Regions from separate parts of the Sus scrofa genome. Here region 1 is linked to region 2. A link is a contact called in public HiChIP or PLAC-seq data. All regions are on one chromosome and are shown on one strand. The core of a region is the stretch at or near the end of the contact, and the rest is flanking DNA. Distances in the headings are between cores, read along the strand shown.

Region 1 (3,125 bases), core at 460-2,959, 420 kb after region 2:
CTTGCTGTTACTGCCTATTACTTCCAGTGATGGCAAATTTTTGAAGCAGGCAGGGTGTGGATGTGTTGTTACCTTAGGACTATAGTTTTCAAAGAAAGACAGGGGTTGTCGTGAAGAAGAAGAGTTAAAAACTTGCTATGCAGATTCTGAGGGCAGATGTAGGACTAGGGCTTGAAGTTAGAAGGAGGTGAACTTTATTATAAGGAGTATCTTTTTCCATCTTTCTAAAAATAAAAGGAACTGCTTAAGTGTTTGAGCTGAGGCTAGATAACTACTTACCAGAGATGATATTACAGGGATTAAGATATAAGGCAGAGGGCTTAATTAGGTCATCTTTTGGTAATTACTAGCTCTGAGAGAATTATGATTATAGTCATTGGGAACTTCAGGACAAAGCTAAGGTAGAAAATAAAGATGAGGAGAATATCTCCTAAGGTTGCAATAGAGGAGGAACCAGGACTCAGACCCAGACCTTCCCCAGAGAGAATAGATGCTGACAAGAACTCAAATGCCTCTCTCAGGCATTTCAAGATCCATTTTAATTCACTGCCTCTAATCTTGAGCTTCCTCCTGGCCATTTCCCAGGATCCTGGTAACTTCAAATATCAAGCCTTACTTTTGGATTTGTCCCAGCTCTGGTGCCAGTAGTCCATTCATGCTATGGGATCACTCTTATTAGGGAGAAGTGGAGTCAAGAGTGGATTCTAGAGTCATTTTGTTTCAGATTGAATCTTGACTGCTCTCTGCAACTTTCAGCAAGTTAATTAATTTTTCGTTGGTGCCTCATTCTCTTCATCTATAAATATGACGGAATATCTAGGAATAATACCATATTTTATCAAAATTAAGACCATTGATTATAAAATGCATCTTTTTTTTCTTAATGTGAAAGAAAGAAAAAATGCTGTAATACATTATATCATTGATATATCCCAATTTCAGGGAGGTTAAAACAAATGAAAGCCGTCCTCTTAGAATTGTTGTGATGAGTAAGTTGATATTTGCAGAGTACTTTTTCTTGTAGTATCTGATATAAAATAAGCATTCCAAGTGTTAGCTCTTGTTTAATGTTGAACCTGTCCTAGTCAGAGAGGTTAATTTAGTCATCTAGTCTGCATTTATGGAGCACTGTGCTTGGAAGACACTGCATTTCTAGACCAAGGTTCCTGCTCTGAGAGACCTGATGTTCTAGTTATGGGGAAATTCAGGGAAAGAGAAATCCTCATACACCCAGGAATGGGGACACAATTTTGAGGGAGCAGAGTAAGACTTACTCTTGTTGGGAAAGTCAGGAAAAGGTTGATAGAGGCAGTGGCATTTAAGCTTTAATCAGAAAGCATGAGGAAGAGTACATCAAAAAGAGGTCATCAGAGAAGATCATTCTAGGCAGAGGAAACAGCATGTGCAAAGGCACAGGGCTTATAATAAGCATGGCTAGAATGTTGAAGATGTGTGTATTGGGGGCTTGTGGTAGCAGATGGTAAATCTGAAGAGATAAAGCTTCCCCAGATTTTAAGGGGCTTTGTATGCTGAGCTAGGGCCTTCTGCCTAGTAAGAAATAGGCAGATACTTGGAGGTTTTAAACAGTGGGGTGATGTGAACACAATAGCTCTTTCTTTTTATTTTGTTACTATATATTTATGACTCATAGATCTGCTCTTTTACTTTTAGCTGTAGAAATGTGGAGGCTGGGAGTTTCCACTGTGGTGCAATGGGTTAAGGATCCAGCTGGAATTGCCACAGCTGTGGGCTGGATTTGATCCTTGGCCGGGGAACTTCCATATATTGTAGGTGTGGCTGAGAAAGAAAAAAATAATAATAAAGAAGGAAATGTGGAGGCTGCTTTTAAAACCTTTGACACAGGTACCCCTTCTCTGACATAGTAAGGCTATTCAGGTCATTATGTAATATGTAAGGCTATTAAGATTATGATATGATAAAGTCTTGTTTTCACGATGCTTTTTAAATTCAAACACTATATTTACCAGATTAAGTGGCAGAATACTGGAGTGATGAATGTAAACTTTCTACTATTAATTTTTAAAAATGTGATAATTTCAAACTTATGGAAAAATTGTGCATTAATAATAATACCTGTAATTTTTTTGCCTGTATTCACTTAACATTTTAGTCAGTTTGCTTTATCTCTATCTCTGTCTCCCCCTCACCCCCAGTGTTTTTTACGAACCACATGAGAGTTTCATGAGGATAGTCTCTTAAAAAACCTCAGTAGAGACAGTACAGATGTCATCTTATGTAAATTTAATTTTGATGAGAACTTTTAACTAATTTTCTGTCTATATTCCAATTTTATCACTTGATTCAGTAATATTCTTTATATTATTATTTTTTTTTACCTCCTTCAGTAATGGGATTCAGTCTAGATCAGGTATTACAATTGTTTCTAACCTTCTTTAAACTGGAATATTTTCAAAGACTTTATCTTTTATGATAATTGGCATTTTTAAAGAGTTAGAGTCTTCTCCTTTTTCTAATGGAACATTTCTTATTTTAGTATTTTTCTGATATTCTCTTATGATAAGATTCAGGTTATGTATTCCCTACCAGAATGCTGCATAAGTAATGTGTCCTTCTCAGGGTACATTTGGAGGCATATGAAACCCATCTGCCCCTCATTGGTAATATTAATTGTGATCATCCCTTGGTCAAAGTGTTTTCTAATTTCTTCTATATTTATTACTATTTTTTTTCCCTTGGAACTAGTAAGTGATCTCTGGGGAGATGCTTCAAGACCATGAAAATACCCTGCTCTTCATCAAAACCTCTCCCTAGACCTAATATCTGTTGATGATTCATAATGGAGCTAATCTTTCTGCAGTGATTACAAAAATGTTTATACGATTGTTTATATTTTTTTAAGTTTGGTGTTTGTATGCATTCTGGTGTATATGTTTCTTTTCTAATAGTAATCAATTTTATTTTAATAAAATTCTTAAATCGTTAAACTTCTTGTATTTGCAATGATTCTTTCTGACTCTTTTCATAAAAATGGAATGTTATTGTCCATACCACCTTGCCATATTGAGAGTTCCTTTTCTAGCTACTGAAGATGGTTTCCGTAGTTTCTCTGCACGTTGACGATGGCTCTTGGATGGCTGAGGTAT
Region 2 (2,907 bases), core at 368-2,867:
CTACGGAGAACAGTATGGAGGTTCCCTAAAAAACTATATATAGAACTACTGTATTATCCAGCAATCCTACTCCTGGGCATATAGCTGGAGAAAACCATAATTCAAAAAGATAGATGAGCCTCTACGTTCACTGCAGCACTATTTTCAATAGCCAAGACATGCAAGCAACCTAAATGTCCGTCAACAGATGAATGAATAAAAAACACATGGTATGTATATACAATGGAATATTATCCAGCCATTAAAAAGAATTAAATAATGCCATCTGCAGCAAAATGGATAGACCTAGAGATTATCATACTAAGTGAAGTAAGTCTGATAAAGACAAAATAACATATGACATCAATTACAGGTGGAATCTAATAAAAATGATACAAAAGAACTTATTTACAAAACAGAAATAGCCTCAAAGACTTTGAAATCAAACTTATGTTACCAAAAGGGAAATGTGGGGCGGGGGGTAAATTAGCAGGTTGGGATTAATATATACACACTATCGTATATAGAATAGACAATTAACAAGGGTCTACTGTGTAGTACAGCAAAATCTACTCAATACTCTGTAATAACCTATATGGGAAAAGAATCTGAGAAAGAATGGATATATGTACATGTACAACTGATTCACTTTGCTGTACAGTGGAAACTAATATAACATTGTAAATCAACTATACTCCAAAAAAATTTAAAAAACAAACAAAATGTTTGGTGTTTTTAACCAAAAAAATCTCACCCTAACTTAATATAACAGTGACTTCTGCATTTTGCTTACAACTGTCTAATTTTTTATCTCTACATTAATTTATAATATTTAAGAATTTATAAATTATTTTAAACATATTTGGAGGTATTATTATCTTTTACAGCTGCACCTGTGGCATATGGAAGTTCCTGGGTCAGCCATCAAATTGGAGCTGCAGCTGAGGCCTATGCCACAGCCACAACAACACCTGATTCAAACTGCATCTGTGAGCTATGCTGCAGCTTGCAGCAATTTTGGATCCTTAATCCACTGAGCGAGGACAGGGATATAACCAGCATCCTCACAGAGACAACAATGGATCCTTAACCCGCTGAGCCACAACGGGAACTCTGTGTTTAGCTTTATTTTATTTAAAAAATTAATCTGGGAGTTCTCATTGTGGCTCAATAGGTTAAGAACCCAATTAGTATCCATGAGGATGCTGGTTTGATCCCTGGCCTTGTTCAGTGGGTTAAGGATCTGCAATTGCCGCAAGCATGGTGCAGGTCACAGACACACCTCAGATCTGGTGTTGCTGTGGCTGTGGTGTAGGCTGACAGCTGTAGCTCCTATTTGACCCCTAGCTGGGAACCTCCATAAGCCACAGGAGCAGCCCTAAAAAGATGAAAAAAAAAGGAGCCACTCCAGTTCTGGGTAAGATTAATAAGCAAATGCCAACCATTTCTCTAGAAATTCAACTACAAAAATCAAACAAAATGCATGGAATACCTATTTGAGGACTCTGATAAGTAAACAGCAGCAGGCGGATTGGGGGAAAACACCAAAATTCAACATACCACCAAACCAACTGCTAGTTTATTATTATTTTTTCTCCTCTGCTACTTCCTGGCCCCAGTTTAATATAGTTAGAAACCAGGAAGTGAGCACTGTGACACAAAGTTTTACAAGCAAAAGAGGGAACTGCAGTAATCAAGGTCATACAGAAATCACTCATATATATTTTCTCTTCTCTCCATTCTCTTGTGGCCCAGCACCTGGCAATCTGACAGCAGTAATGGCAATGGCTGGAAATGATGGCCTAAGGGTTGCCAGAACTTTAGGGGAGGGAATCTGTTTTCTCTGTTCATCAAAGCTCTGATTCCACCAGATTGGGTCCAACTCCCATTGCTTTCTTCCTCAGTCTTCTCACTGACAGGCCCAGATCTGGGCCCAGATGCATATGGCAGAACTGGGTCACTAGGGCCAGGGTTTCTGGCAGGAGGACCAAAAGAAGTCCTTGTGAAGAGAGGTAACAGAAAGATCACAGAGACAGAGAAGCTCAGGAAGGCAACCTCACAATGAAGTTTTTTATGAACTCCAGGACTCATCATTGAGTGGAGCATGCATTAGCTAACTTCAAGTAGCTTACAAAAGATTTTGAAAACTAAACTAACAGAGCACCACTCAGTTCACAGACTACAAAGTGGCATACTGGGGGCAGATGTGAAACAGCTTTGAAAACTGAACTGACATTGGGACAACACACATAAGAAGGTAAGAACTTTCAGCTTGAACCTAACCTTGCCAATTGCCTCTTTGAAAAAAAAAAAAAAAATTGTTCTTCACAGGACTGAAGCAAGACCCAGAGTCTCAGAACATTTCAAAATATCCAGGGTACAATCCAAAATTACTCTGCATACGGAGAATCATGGACATTTCAACTGCTATGGGAAAAGACAATCAACAGACACCAAAGCTGAAATGAAACAAATGTTGAAATTATCTGACAAAGAGATTAAGGTAGCCATTAAAATATGCTTAAACAAGCAATTGTGAACATAATTGAAACAAATGTGAAAAAAGTAATAAAAAGAAGCAAATAAATAGAAGATGTAATTAAGGTATAACAGAAGATATAATCAAGAACTAAATGAAATCTTAGAACTGAAAAATATAAAATTATTCTTCATCAAAAAATTTAATTTTCATAAAAAACAATTTTTCTTATGGACTAAATAGCAGATTAGAGATGACAGAGGAAAAGTCAGTGACAATACTGGACAGAAATAAAGGCTGAAAACATCCCAAGTTGTAGAAGAATATAAACTATAAGAAGCAGAATAGGAGTTCCCCTTGTGGCTCAGCAGAAACGAATCCAACTGGTATACATGAGGACATAGGTTTGATCCCTGGCCTCATTCAGTGGGTTAAGGATCCGAAGTTGC

Evidence for each region. HiChIP or PLAC-seq counts read pairs in DNA pulled down with a chosen protein or histone mark.
Region 1: an H3K27ac HiChIP or PLAC-seq map of alveolar macrophages shows a contact between it and region 2. The contact joins two enhancer-like sites. A contact is called at or near these places in 1 of 47 Hi-C or Micro-C datasets (heart right ventricle) and 1 of 2 datasets of contacts at active chromatin or transcription factors (alveolar macrophages).

The regions. Positions count from the first base shown.
Region 1 is chr16:40,187,587-40,190,711 of Sscrofa11.1, forward strand. All of the region lies in intron 1 of ZSWIM6 (zinc finger SWIM domain-containing protein 6), which reads left to right. Among named protein-coding and RNA genes, the nearest start is that of ZSWIM6, 84 kb to the left of the region's middle. Within about 2 kb of position 1,710, at least 2 of the 83 cell types and tissues checked have an H3K27ac peak or open chromatin away from gene starts, as enhancers often do. A contact at or near this core is called in alveolar macrophages, where this site is marked.
Region 2 is chr16:39,762,829-39,765,735 of Sscrofa11.1, forward strand. The region is part of intron 1 of ERCC8 (DNA excision repair protein ERCC-8); the gene reads right to left. Among named protein-coding and RNA genes, the nearest start is that of ERCC8, 6.0 kb to the right of the region's middle. Within about 2 kb of position 1,618, at least 5 of the 83 cell types and tissues checked have an H3K27ac peak or open chromatin away from gene starts, as enhancers often do. A contact at or near this core is called in alveolar macrophages, where this site is marked.